2 separate regions of the Bombyx mori genome follow, and region 1 is linked to region 2. The links are chromatin contacts, called in public Hi-C maps. All regions are on one chromosome and are shown on one strand. The core of a region is the stretch at or near the end of the contact, and the rest is flanking DNA. Distances in the headings are between cores, read along the strand shown.

What was found. Hi-C and Micro-C count contacts between places; a contact is called where the count stands out from the background.
Region 1: a Hi-C map of whole pupa shows a contact between it and region 2, with 2.3 times the contacts expected there. The contact joins the promoter of LOC101737749 here to the enhancer-like site in region 2. A contact is called at or near these places in 2 of 7 Hi-C or Micro-C datasets (both in whole pupa).

Annotation. Positions count from the first base shown.
Region 1 is chr1:17,318,177-17,321,991 of ASM3026992v2, forward strand. It overlaps LOC101737749 (basement membrane-specific heparan sulfate proteoglycan core protein), which reads right to left and starts at 2,559. Exons shown (of 72, transcript XM_062670557.1): 1 at 2,302-2,559. The coding sequence starts at 2,361.
Region 2 is chr1:17,258,044-17,262,307 of ASM3026992v2, forward strand. LOC101737749 (basement membrane-specific heparan sulfate proteoglycan core protein) reads right to left here. Exons shown (of 72, transcript XM_062670557.1): 2 at 1,084-1,219; 3 at 68-143. Among protein-coding and RNA genes, the nearest start is that of LOC134199518, 48 kb to the left of the region's middle. Within about 2 kb of position 2,713, at least 6 of the 8 cell types and tissues checked have open chromatin away from gene starts, as enhancers often do.

The sequences.
Region 1 (3,815 bases), core at 1,309-3,808, 60 kb after region 2:
TGAATTCGATTACAGCTAGGATTCACGAATGTGATTCTTGAATTTGCACATTCAATACTGAATAGATGATTTGATTCATTCTTGACGTGCGAAATATTTGCGATTTATACACACGTGGAATGTTCTACGATTGTTGGTTGGGTGATATCGAATGACATGAAATTTCTAGAAATACAAATAGGTGTTATACAATTAAAATCGGATCGTAAGCATATTCTTGTTTCAAAAATGTTATTTGTTGGTAACGTCTGAATCACAATTGACTTTGTACAGGCTTATAATTCGGGAATTTAAATTAGCAGTACTTTTATAGTATTGAATATGGAGTAGACGCCTGGAAAAAAGACTGCCGTGTGATATTTTTATGTCACTGGGTAGTTATGGGATAGTTGAGATTTAAGAATTGCATGAAAAAAAAAAAACTTTAAAAATACATTTGAATGCAGTAGAGTTTATATTTTGATGAAATTTGAAATACATTACAATTTTTTTAAGTAAGCTTATTATTTATTTAAAGTAACGATTATGCTTTAATTAATTAAGGCTAAAAACTTTTATATAAATTGAAATTGTCAACGAAAACGAAAAAAAAAATTCTCATTTATATCTAACCGCTCATTATGGAAAAGCTTCGGGAAGCCTATGTATGTGCCTATGAGGGCGTATGTAATGATGACGAAGTCCTACATTAAGCGGCGCGAAATTAGGCTAGCTTACTCTATGCAATAGGTTTTTACATAAACACTGAATATAACCAGTATACTTAGACCTTGCCGGTCAAATAATTTTAATAAATGTCTCGAACCTATCGGCAACGAATCCCGTGGTAGAGTAGACAAAATCACCACCAGATCCTAATTGATCACTATGGTAGAACGATATTTTCCAAATTCATTTTAATTTAATATCTAAAAATATACCTTTATTAATAGACGCAATTTTCCCAATGTTTATATGCGAAATACACTAATGACATTTTCGTGTTGTCGTTGAATTGTTCAACATTCCAAACATCGAAATTGACTTGAGCTACTTTAATATAAAACACGTTCGGTTGTTGTCGATTTTTCGGGGAACTTTCGTTTCAGTCTGTGACTTTAAAATCAGATTAAATTCTAGAATTACGGCATGATGTTCCTTCGAATAACTTTTAGAATCCAAATAGAATCCATAACATAGTTTTAGTATAGGCAATCTTCAATTTGTGTTCCACGTTAAAATCTTTCCTCCCTTAACGTTTTTCCAAATATATCCGAGAAAAAAATATTAAATTTCATTGAGAAGCCATCTATCTGCTATTGAAAGACCTCTCAATTTAGTTATTTCAGAAATTAGCTTACAATCAGAACAGACTGAGAAGAAAATATTGACAGTCTCATGTATTTACTTTTTAAATTAAAAGATGTCTGTAAGTCCTTTGTTATAAATTCATTTGCATATTTTATATATTCTGTGATTAATTACTTTTTTTTTCTAATACAAAATATTCAGAAAATCAGTGCATTTGAAAACAAAATCAAATAAATGTTATAAACATTACGGCGTTTTTACTGGTGTTTAATTGGTAATATTTTTCAGTCATGAAAAAATATGATTATAATTTTTAGACAAAGTGTAAGATCTGGTCTTTGTCTTTTCCATTTCTTATTAAAATTAATAATATCCATTGAACTTTTAATGTTTAACAATTTTACGTTGCAAGGAGACGCGAGTCTCGTTCGCTTGTATCAACATTCATAATCATTTCGATATTTAGTACAATGGCATACGAAACTGAAACCAAATTAAATACTAAGCAGCTGTTAAAATAATAACGCTTACGATTATATTCCTCAATAAAATGATAATAAGGAAAATAATTTTATTATACTTTCAATTACCTACAAGTGGACGCAAGTAGGTTAAAATTTATCGAGTTTTTTACAGTTCTATCAACATTATCGATAGATACGCGTGCTTAGGTCATATAATCTATTAAATTTAGAACAACCCAACAAATACCAGTAGTAAAGAAAACAATATAAATTATCTTATTCTTAAACGAAGTTAATTCGAACATTTCGTGAAATTTTCGTCGACGTTAAACTTAACGACGAAGTTAAAGTTCGAATACAATCAGCAGTCGCTAAAACCGGTTCTCGTGACCACATACATAATTTTATTCAGCGGAACAACATAGGGAACCTATAGAGAAACATAAGTAAATAAATAAAACAACTTATGCGAAAAGTAACTTGAGGCTTCGCTAAAAGTTTTTGCAAACTTTTATTGTTAGTTCTGCGAGCTAAATTTTAGACTCACCTGGATAGTAAAGGTGCTGAGCAGCAGAAGGGCTGCCGCCAGGAGCCCTCCAGCCCTCATTTTTCTCCGTCAGATGTAAAAGACGAATGTTGAAAAGTTTATTCCGGTGTCCGTCGAGAGCGCAGACGACGACCGCGCTACCCGACTGTCGGCCCGCGAATGATGGTCGCCTCGTCTCGATCGCCTCACGACGTCAACTCTACGTCCCAACTCCCAGCTCTAGTCCCGCAGCGCACGTATCCTCCCGCATCCAAATGCAACCTACGCAGCCGGAATGCGCTTTATACATTGCTAAAAATCATCTAAAACGACCACCTGGGTGCTGAACCTAAAACATGCTAAAAACGGTTCGGCACGTATATTGGTCCCGCGGTCACGTACCAGCCCTGTAAAGTTCTATGACCCCTCTCATGCGCTTATCACACGACGCTTTCTAATGACGAAATGTCATAACTGAGACTGCTTCTTTTAATGTAAATGTTACCTTTGGTTTTTAAGACAAAGTTGGTAAGGAGTTTTTCAGTCATGATTCACTAGTTGATATCGCTTTTATTTGCTTGACGCACCTAGATCTTTACTACAGAGCTCGCTTTGGCTGGTAAGAAAAGCTAGAAAATGCGAAAGATATCAACGTAAATAAAGTTATTGGCGCGAATACAAAGTCTCTAAATGTACTGGGCTCCCTCAATTTTCGGAAGCCTTTGACATAGATGATACACATTTATAGAGCTTGACAATAAATTTAAAAGCAGTAAAAACAAGTGTGTCGGACGATTTCATGACATAAATATCTTATTTCGGCTTTTTCGATTACATGTAATTAACTGAGTTTGTTCTGCAATTTTTATAGCACAATGTTTTTTTTTGATAACCCACAAAGTTCACGTTGAAGATAATTTTAATTTGAAAGGCTGTGAGGAACAAATAAGACACTCTTAAGATATCGAGTCAATTAGATATCTGAGCAACAGAAGCTGTTTCTTTCGTTATTTTTGTTTTGAAATATTTTACTGAAAGGGCTTAGTGTCTTACATGCAAGTTTAATTGCTTTCTTTTTAAAAACGTGATTGTATTTAGAGATTACGATCGGTTGGTGCATGTTTTTTAAGATGCCTTTGCCGTGAACGAAAATTATCTTATTATAGTTCAAGAGGCCCTGACGCATATTTAATTGAAGTATTCAGACGAACAGCTCATTCATTTTATAGTTAGTTAATTTGGTCATGGTCATATACAACTATGCCATAATACAATACATTATATTATAATCGAACTACAAGTACTAATGATAAATACTACAAGGGTTGAAACCTGCGACCTGTGATCAGTGCATTCATCTACTTAGGGGTAGGGAGTGGCTTGACCGTGGCTCTACCCACGATGATACTCATGACAATCGATGTCCGACGGTAACCAGTATCGATCATGGCGGTCGTAGGTCGCCTTATACAGCGATAATAGCAGTAATGAATGACGAGATACAAGTCGTCTTGAGTTGAATTATACTGAGTATT
Region 2 (4,264 bases), core at 1,463-3,962:
CTTCTACTGCTAGGTCACGGACGCTTTAAAGCTAATCTCACTGTGAATGAATGCAAAACGAACTTACAAGCTCGCATCGTCTTCAGTGATCGACTCGATGTTTTCAGGGGGCGCCTCAGTAGTCGAAGACGTGTCAAAAGGCGCTGTAATGAAAAACACATTTTTAAACCCGTAAATGAAAATTAATAAGATATCGCCGGAATTCAATTCAGTGTAGCCCACAAATGTCACGACGAATATGTACCGTCCACTTTGGGACATGAGATTGAAGTAACAATTATAAAATGGCTGTACCACCTTTCAAAATACTACTTAAGAATGCTTTGCAGCAGAAACAAACATGATGCACTAGCGACTAGTGGCTACCATTGGGCGACCGGCAAAAGAATGCGATCCTGCCCAGTAACGATCCATTGGAGATGTAATTTGGCTTTGCATTTTAAAAAAAAAATTTATTTACTATGATAATGAATCATTGACATTGAGAAATTTCTCGCTAAATTTGGTATTGGATGGTTCCCTTCCGTGGTCCGTCAATTAAAAATGACTTCTTTTACACCTCTTCAGCCAATGTTTAACATAATAAATATAGTTGCTAATATTATTATTATTTATGTATAATGATCAAATTGTCTTTGATATGAGGAACAGAGCGTAAGTGCCAAGTGCTTGAAATATGAACAGTGCTCTAAATTCATATTTCAAAAGATTTTCTTTGAAGACTTTTATAAAGCTAAAACAGTTATGAACTATTACTGCTATGTGAACTGAAAAGAAAAAATCATTTGCCAAATTCAGCACAAATACTTGTCATTTTACTGAGTTAAAATTTAATGAACATGCTATGAAGATGCTCGTTGCACCATCTCGAGATTTTAGATACAATTAGTCCATCCATTTCTGTTTATAATAATACATTGCGTGCGATGCAAATCACGATATTTAAAGCAAATAATAATTCAGCTCTACCCTATTACGAATCATCATCTCAACCAAAAATCGTTTTTGACATCTGTTTTTAGGCAAGTGTAGTTCTGTAATCTAAGAGTTTTTTTTTTTTTTTTCAAATGAATTACTACTTACAAAACCAACTGTCAAATAGACCACGTTTCAGTCGTCGTAGATGTCCATCAAGACCGAGATCTTTGGGCTTAACTTCCAAGAATTCATTGTCTGCCACGTCCTCTGCCTCCATGTAAATGTCTTCAGCCTTCAACACCTGAAATAGAAAAGAAGAAAATAAAGAAACACGCAACATGCTTAAGACATTTGAATAATTAATATAACGTAATATTCCAAAAATCTAACATGGAGGTTTTTCGATATCGATGAAATATTGTATAATTGCTTCATTAAAATTAATATAACACATAAACTAACTAAATAAACTCCAAGCTTCTATATTTCATTTATAAATGTACGAGCGTTATATTATAATAAAATAATAAACACGTTAAACACATTTTGAATGTTCCACACATTCCATTTTACAAGTATGAGTATGGTTAATTGTTGTAGAGCAGTTTATTAATAAAAATTGTCATAATGTAACGAATTACATTTCAGAGAAGAGGAAAACGATGTAATTTCTAACTGTGTTATTTATTTTAGACTTCAAAAACAATTCAATATTAAATAAATACTAAAAGAAAAGAAACGGAAAGAAAAAAAGACAACGCTAAATGCTAGAACACATACAGTGCCAGATAAGTCTCATTCATATACAATGGCCGAAGCCCCAAAGTGAACTGACTATATCTTTGAATTCTGAGGCACCGACACTCTGAGGTCCCGTGGGAAAACTCTCAAAGAATATTCTAACAAGTGGGGCAGTCAAATCAAGAACAGCGCGGGGGCGGGATGGGGCGTGCCTCGTCCAATCACGAGCCTTTATATACCAATCCGCACATAATCCCAATCCTAAGTATGTAACCACGAAATGACACTTGTAATTCGTCCTAATTTAAGACATCTCTCCTCCGTTTCCTCCACTAAAACAATCTCGGGGAATCAACTGTAAAGCACACACGACACAAATTGCGGTCTTATGTTGTCTTTAACTTAACCGATTTCTAGTTCAGTATTTCTTTAATTTTGTCACTAACAATACCAATAAGCATAACATAAATGAAAATATCTACAGGAGAGCAGGAGATCAGCAAAACTGAATCTCTGTTAAATAACCGGAAAATACGTCTCAATTTCTTTTACTATCTTATCATTCAAAGAGACTAATAGACAATATTTTATACTTCGAACAACAAAACAACATAACCCGACCTCTGGTAATAATAAAGTCAGTTCTGCGAAGTATCATTGAAATGCGAAACAACGCCCTGAAATTCTTAGAATCGCCACCCTAGAAATTGTCTTGCACTACAATATAATATAAAAATGACGCAGCGTTTAAGCCGCAAACTAAAAGAAGCATTCAAGTTATTTTTTTTCCTATACAGTTACATCATATCCTTACAGTACATTAAACGGCTGTATAAATTACAAAGTTTCAAGGAGGTCGCGTCTCGAGCGTTAATACGACAAAAATGCTAAAAAGCCAACGACCGGACACAGAGATCATAAAGTCGTCATTAAAACGACCGCCAGAGGTCATGATTCCCAAATAAATCGACGCTCGAGCCCCAATTAGGGGAGTGTGGGGTCGTCTGAACAACGGGGGATTTCTTTGCAATTTTAGTTAGTCCAACATGATCCGTCTGCGCGTGTGAACGACACGACCAGCAAGCTAATGGGCCAGCTCGATTCTGTGGAGCGTTTTGTACAGCCCACAGCAACACGGACGCACAGTGCTCGACACAGTGTCTCAACATAAATTATTATCCGGTACCTTAGAAAATAATGCAAGCGTCCGCGAGTTACCGACGTGACTTGTTTTACATTTTAATTTTATGATTTCTTATTTAACTGTTTATTTTGAATGCATCAAAATGTGTACGATTGTAAAGCTTTGAAGATAATTATTAGCCGCATTCAATTTGTCCGTGACCACAGCAACAAGCTTTCAAAGCTTAAACGGCTATTCTTGAATACGAAATTAAAGTTTAAAGTACCTTTGATTAAGTACTGGATCTAATTTTTGTGAGAAAATTTGGTTATTTCTATCTACTTTTTTTTGTTTCAAATCACTGTAAGTGTTAAATGAATTTGCCAGTTTAATAGAAATGTTTTAAAGTACTTATAGCCGGAAACATTAAAAGGTGCCTTAAATTATGAAACATTGCTGGATCGAGCACAGTGTTGAATGTGTTCGCAGTTGGAAAACACGCAACGAGCACGAGGTTCTGCTTAACTGTCAACAATCGCTAAATTTATAGCCTTTACGAGTCGCGAAGAATCAGATCTCCGCGAATGTAACGTGCGGAATAAGTCATGTTACAATTCTGTAAACTAAAAACGATTTAGGCCAGTATACTTTTATCGGTGGTGTATTGTGAGCCAGCACGGGTAGGTTTCACTATGCTGCCTATTTCCGCGATGAAGCAGTCATACGCTCCAGTTAGAAAGGACAGCGAACATGTATTAATTACAGTTGAGACTATAGACAGTGTAGACCTTAGTATCAAAATGGGTGACGGTATACAAATTGGGATGTCTATGGATTTCGGTAACCACTTAACACCAGATGTACTATGAGCTCGATCACTCGTTTGCCTAATAAAAATCATTGTTATACAGACTCGTCCATGCAATTTTTTGTCCTTACATAATTTTTTGAAATTTTGCCTTACACCTAATATTCGATCTTATGTCTTTAATATCGCGAATTATGTATGCTGCAGTAATCTCTCTTTTTTTTTATGTATACCAATCGTAAATTAAGTAAGTTTTAATTTTATAGTAAACTAGAGGTCCCGCAGTAGTCGAAATTCGACTATAATTAATTGGAATTGTAAGTTTGTACACTATTATGATTGTATTTTATACTTCTATAATCACAAATTTCGCCAAGACTACACTATAAAAAATATTAACAAAGACAAACAATATTTAATCTCAATTTGAGAACAGACGTCAAGAATAAAAGTTTGACAATAAATAGTATGCATGCGTGTGTGCGTCAAATCATGGTACGTAGTGTGTGTAATGTTTTCTTTATTGATTTAATGTATCTTTTATGCATTATTCTAAAAAAATATTAGCATTGTACACTTCTTCTATAAGTGTGGAAAATTTCATTCTCCTCCGTCCGCGCAATTTTCGTAAAAAGGGATACAAAGTTTTTGCTTCACGTATTAATATATAGATA